Regions from separate parts of the Sus scrofa genome. Here region 2 is linked to region 1. A link is a contact called in public Hi-C data. All regions are on one chromosome and are shown on one strand. The core of a region is the stretch at or near the end of the contact, and the rest is flanking DNA. Distances in the headings are between cores, read along the strand shown. Region 1 has its middle 47 kb from the start of ETS1. Region 2 has its middle 46 kb from the start of KCNJ1.

Region 1 (2,805 bases), core at 142-2,641:
GCAACACCGGATCCTTAATGCATTGAGCGAGGCTGGGGATTGAACTTGCGTCCTCATGAATGCTAGTCATATTCGTTTCCATTGACAGGAACTCCTTAATCAAGTTTTAAATTGCAATCATCTTCTCAGTTATTGCTTTTTACCAGTTCCCTGGGTGTCTGGTAACCTCTCTGGGCCCTAACCTGTGTTGGATTCTCTCTCCTACCTGAGCATGGGACGAGGAGTTCAGCCCAACTAATTAGACTGTCCCCTGCATGCCCTGGTCTTATGCCACATCCCGGTGAATGGTGGGGAACATCAGCTCTGTGTCACAGGTGGTGGTGGTGGGGGGGGGTTGGACGACTGGTCAGCCCACGGACCACCCTCTGCCTCCCAGCCCGTTTCCTCATCACAGCCTTCCTGTAACAAAGGCTCCCGGAACCCTCAGCAAGGGCCAGACTGAAGGAAGAGCTCAGGGAGGGTCTTGGCTTTCACACCTGCAATCCTCGAGGCACCGTCTCTCTCTCCAAGGTCAACAGAAATGGCTTAAATGTCACCGAAGCCAAGGTGTTGGTTCTTGAGGATCACCAACTGCTTCTCGTCATTGATCAGGAGATGACCTGAGAGGTGAACTGACTGCTTTGACTAGTCGATTCTATGAGTTTCTTAGGTTAGCACAAAATGTGCCCTTGAAGGTGCCTGGTAGGGTGTTTCACAGACCCATTCTCCAGATGAAGAAACTGAGGCACAGAGAAGTCAAAATGGTCAGCCAAGAATGAGAACCTGATGACAGCTCTTAGGTATTGAGCATTTACCCTGTGCCAGGCCCAGAGTGAAGGTTTATGTTTTCCTTCCCAGTCCTGGAAGCAAAGTGGGGGGGGGGGGCAGGGTGTGCCAGGAAGTCTGGGGGAGATGGGAGGTATGGTTGAGTCCTGGCCCCCCCTGACCACACCACCAGGATGCCAACCTGGTTCTGCCAGTGATGGGCTGTGAAGGTTTCTAACTCTGGGCCTTCGTTTTCTCATTTGTATAAAGTGGATAATAATAGCATAGAAATCAGAGGGGTTTTGTGAGGATTAAGACATGGCTTAAGACATGCCAAACACTTGGAATGGAGCCTGTGGCATGGCCAGCAATCCAACTACTTTGCATCCATGTCATACAGAACGGGAAACAGAGTCAGAGAGGTAAAGTGACTTGTCTTTGCTGGAATTCAATCCAAGGCCTGTTTTACGCCAAAGCCCAGTCTTTTGTGACTGCGTGGGCACACACAGGGCCAGGGAAGTGGCGTCAGAATGAGGGAGAAATGGAGCGACTTGGTTTTACTGATTCTGCCATTGGGCTGAGACCCTGACCCTTCTGGGCTGGTTCCTCCAGGTTCCTTGCCTTGTCCTCGTTTGCTGCACTCCTTCCTGTTGGCCTTTAGGGGGCACCATTGAGCCGCATTCACCAAGTCCAGGCCAAGGGTCCTCCGAAGGGTTTGAAATTACACACGAGGAAGGGAAAAGGAAAACTTGAAGGCTGAAATCCCAACTGCTAAGACTTTTGTCTTGATAACAAATAAGTTCCTAAAAAACCAAAATTGCTCCCCTGTAGGAAGGAGAGGATTTTTCAGAAGTCAAGTTTATTGCAATGTGTGTTATTTCTTTGCTCTAAGTACTTTAAAAAGAACACATTAAAGCTACTTTAAAATACACACACACACAGCCTTAACTTTGTCAGGGACCGTGTCTTAGCCCAGCTCACCACTGAGAGAACAAGATAAACGTTTGCCCCTGGTGGAGGGTAACAGGGATCTAACACATTAGAGAGAATGGGAGTCCTGGAAAATAATTGGCACTGATTTTCCCTTGGCTTATTTGCCAAATCTGATGTGCCAAACTGGGGGGCTTCCCTGGAAAGCTCAAGTGTCTGGGTGCTTGGAGCCCTGGCCTTGTCCACCTGGGGCTAGGCCAGGTCCACTCTCCCTCTCCCTGACCTGACCTGGATGCCGGCCTCTGGGGTCAGCCTCTCGAGGACTGTCAAAGGCCCCACGACCACTCTTTTATTCCATAAAATGTGCACTCTGATGATGCCTCCTTCTCCCTCCGCCCAGGCATCAGCAAGTGTAGAAGAGGGCTAAAGAAAATGCTTCAAACCACGGGGCAAGCATCTTCTGACCATCTCTGGATGGAGGCACCTTCAGGTGCATTCCCCATTTCATCTCTGCCAACGATCTCTTGTGATCATCCCTGTGTCACAGGGTACAGAGGGGGTTAGGTGACTGGATGCCACTCAGTGGCCAAAGGGGTTTCCTGGAGGTTCTAGCTCCTTTGATTTAAGTCCAGGGGTCTTTCAAAGACCAGATCTGAACTGAGGATGGACTCCCTTCATTGGCTGGCTCTCTCTCCTCCCTTTTCGCAGGACCTCCCAGGACTGTGCTGATAAGATCTTTTGGCTCCGTCTCCCTCTGCCCCGCCTCCAACTCATGCCTCCTCTCATCCAACAAAGTTCCCCTTTATCCGAAGGCCCTCACTTCCAGCAGAACCATCAGGGCCAATCTGGTGGAGTCTGGGGACATTCAGAAGGTGGGTTTCCCTGGACCCCCATTCTGGTCCCAGCCTTCTTGGCTTCATGTTCACGTCCATCTCCTGCAGCTCTGGCCAGACTTCTTTCGCTCTACAAAAAGCAAACGCTTCCATATGGGATGGAGAACGTATCCCCAATGTCTTTCTTTGGGTGATTCTAGTTTACAGTTCCTTTGCTGAAAAAAATTGTGGGTTGGGAAGCGGAAGGAGAAGGGTCAGGGACCAAGACACAGAAGGCACAAGGCGCTGTCCCTCTGGG
Region 2 (3,041 bases), core at 25-2,524, 210 kb before region 1:
GATGAAATAAACTACAGAGATGTAGTATGCAGCATGGGGAATGGAGCCAATACTTTATAATAACTATAAATGGAGTGTAACCTTTAAAAACGGTGAATCACTATATTGTACACTTGTAACTTACACAGTATTGTGCATCAAGTCTACTTCAATTTTTTGAAAAGATAACTTAGAGCTGATACATTGCAGCATTTAGGGATCCAGAAAAAGATCTAGGCCTGGACTAGATCTAGGACATTTGAATTCTACCTGCTGCTGAACTAATACAGAGCAGTGCCATCTTGGACATATTCTGTTTTTCCCATCTCTAGAAGAAACTCCCTAATTCCAAGATGCTATGTATAAGAGCTTGGAATGAGGAAGAACTAGCAGACGCCTCAACAACTGGAAACCCGATTTCATGCAAGGGGATGTCTCCAGCAACAGCCATCTCTAAACTTCCAGAGGTTTGGAGAATCTTCTTAGATGCTTCTTTTGCTGTTTTCATGAGAACTTCATTTCTGTTTTTTGTTTTTTTTTTATTTTTTTATTTTCCCACTGTACAGCAAGGGGGTCAGGTTATCCTTACATGTATACATTACAATTACAGTTTTTCCCCCACCCTTTCTTCTGTTGCAACATGAGTATCTAGACATACTTCTCAATGCTATTCAGCAGGATTTCCTTGTAAATCTATTCTAAGTTGTGTCTGATAAGCCCATGTTTTGTTTTGTTTTTTGCTTTTTAGGGCCGCACTCACAGCATATGGAGCTTCCTAGGCTAGGGGTCTCATGGGAGCTACAGCTGCTGGCCTACGCCACAGCCATGGCAATGCCAGATCTGAGCTGTGTCTGCGACCTAAGCCACAGCTCACGGCAACGCCAGATCCTTAACCCACTGAGCAAGGCCAGAGATCGAACCCGCAAACCCAATGGTTCCTAGTTGGATTTGCTTCTGCTGCACCACAATGGGAACTCCTCATTTCTGTTATTTTCTTATGTGGATGAACCATGCCCTTCTCTTGGTCCTGTTTCTCCCAGGATGACCTCACTCTGCTACCCACTGCGTCAGCACATAGCCCCAAGTGTCTTTGATGCCACTGGCAATGTGCCTTCTGTTCGACCTCCCATCTTTGGTAAGATTCTACCCACATTTCTCAGAATTTTTCTCTGGCCTCTTTCACTTTCCCCCCAGAGTACCCTGAAGTTGGGTACTCAGCCACCCACATTCTTAAGAACACCAATATCACAGGGTGAAGAGGAAGGGAAGGCAGGCAATAGTGTTTGTTTCTTGTTCTGCTTCCTGGTTTTGCTCTGGCTGTGGTCAAAGGCGCCAGGGTGTGGGGCTTATCCTGGGGCTGTATGGGTGTGATCTCTGCCAGCTGAGAGGGCAGCCTGGCTTCACCGTGGGCAGAGCCCTGAATCCATGTTCCTTCCCTGGCTCTGTCCCCAAGGAGCTGTCGCTTCATCGCTGTGGGTCTCCAGGGGCTCCTAGTGACAAGAGCTGAGGGGGTGCTTCTTCTCCAGGCTCTGAATCCACACGCTTCACATTGGTAGCCAAAAATAGGCCACAGGGAAGTCTTTATGTGCTGGAAACTAGCAAACACTACAAATCAGGCCCCCTACTGCCACTCCATCTCAAGAACCAGTTTTTTTTTTTTTTTTTTTTTGGTTTGTTTGTTTGTTTTTTTAGGGCCACTACCGCGGCATGTGGAGGTTCCCAGGCTAGGGATCTAATCGGAGCTACAGCTGCCAGCCCATGCCACAGCCACAGCCAGATCCGAGCCACGTCTGCAACCTACACTACAACTCTCGGCGATGCCGGATTCTTAACCCACTGAGCGAGACCAGGGACCGAACCCACAACCTCACGGTCCCTAGTTGGATTCATTTCCGTTGCACCACAACGGGAACTCTCCTCACGAGCCAGTTGTTAAAAGTTTACCAGCACACCACTGAGGGTGCCTACCAGGCTGGGCTGTGTCCATATACACCTTTAAGTATTTGTTAAAAGGTCAGAATCCCTGGACCCCACCGCACATCTCTGAATCAGGACCTTTTGGTGTCTTAGGTGACTCCAAAGACCTGGACACTGGTTTTCTAATGAGTTGTAGAATCAACAAATTACATGCCCTTAAGCATGATTTTATCTCTAAAAACAACAACAACAACAACAAAACCAAAAACCAGCTCTGGTTAATGACTGTGGCAATCATACACTACTAAGCCATCATGTATTACTAAGAGCTTCATATATTACTAAGGGCATGTACTACTAAGAGCATCAGGTACTACCAAGCCATCCTTTTCTTGCAATTCTGGAGCCTGCTTTACTCGTGGCTGAGCCTGCGGGCATTTTCACTTTGCCGAGATAATTCTCACTCCTCGGTCTCAGGTCAGCCTGATCCTGGGATGGGAGGTCTCCTAACTAGTGGTCCTAGTGATGCTAGGGCTTGGAGGGACCACAGGAGACGCCAACAAGATGTGTACCAGTCTCCAGTCTCCCTGCCCTGCCCTCCTGTGATCTGACCTGGACAGTAAAGGTTACTGCATCTTCTTTCTACGTCCTCAGGTTATTCCCTTGTTGCTCTTTTTTTTTTTTTCCCCCCTGCTAGCTCTTCTATCTGCCTTCTGTAATGCTTGGAGTTTGGCCTTTCCTCCTTCCTACCACCCATACCTTTTTCAGACTCCAGCCCTCCCTGAGCTTTGAACAACCCCCTCTGGCTGGCAGGGCAGCCTTCCCCAAACCTCTTCAAGATATTGGCCATGGCCCCAGGCTCCAGCCTCCTTACACTGACGGAGAAGGAGGGACCCCCCCTCCCAGGGACTCCCCACCCTCCCAGGGACTCCCCCCCATTTGTCTCCATAGTTCCCTCTCACCCACCCAGCCACCGCTGGACTGAAAGGCAGTCGAGGTTTGGGATCCGGAGATGCAAGCAAAGACCTCTCTCCGCCAGGCCTGGAGGAGGTGGTGGGAACTCTCTGGTAACGCCCAGGAGCCCGCGAAGGCTTGTCTGTGCTGACCCTGGGCGGAAGGCAGGGACAGAGTTTGCGCATAGAAAG

The links. Hi-C and Micro-C count contacts between places; a contact is called where the count stands out from the background.
Region 2: a Hi-C map of retroperitoneal adipose tissue shows a contact between it and region 1, with 2.2 times the contacts expected there. The contact joins two enhancer-like sites. A contact is called at or near these places in 16 of 47 Hi-C or Micro-C datasets (alveolar macrophages, brain, embryonic fibroblasts and 10 more) and 1 of 2 datasets of contacts at active chromatin or transcription factors (skeletal muscle).

Annotation. Positions count from the first base shown.
Region 1 is chr9:55,558,202-55,561,006 of Sscrofa11.1, reverse strand. No RefSeq gene overlaps it. Among named protein-coding and RNA genes, the nearest start is that of ETS1, 47 kb to the right of the region's middle. Within about 2 kb of position 1,391, at least 16 of the 83 cell types and tissues checked have an H3K27ac peak or open chromatin away from gene starts, as enhancers often do. A contact at or near this core is called in retroperitoneal adipose tissue, where this site is marked.
Region 2 is chr9:55,764,809-55,767,849 of Sscrofa11.1, reverse strand. No RefSeq gene overlaps it. Among named protein-coding and RNA genes, the nearest start is that of KCNJ1, 46 kb to the left of the region's middle. Within about 2 kb of position 1,274, at least 2 of the 83 cell types and tissues checked have an H3K27ac peak or open chromatin away from gene starts, as enhancers often do. A contact at or near this core is called in retroperitoneal adipose tissue, where this site is marked.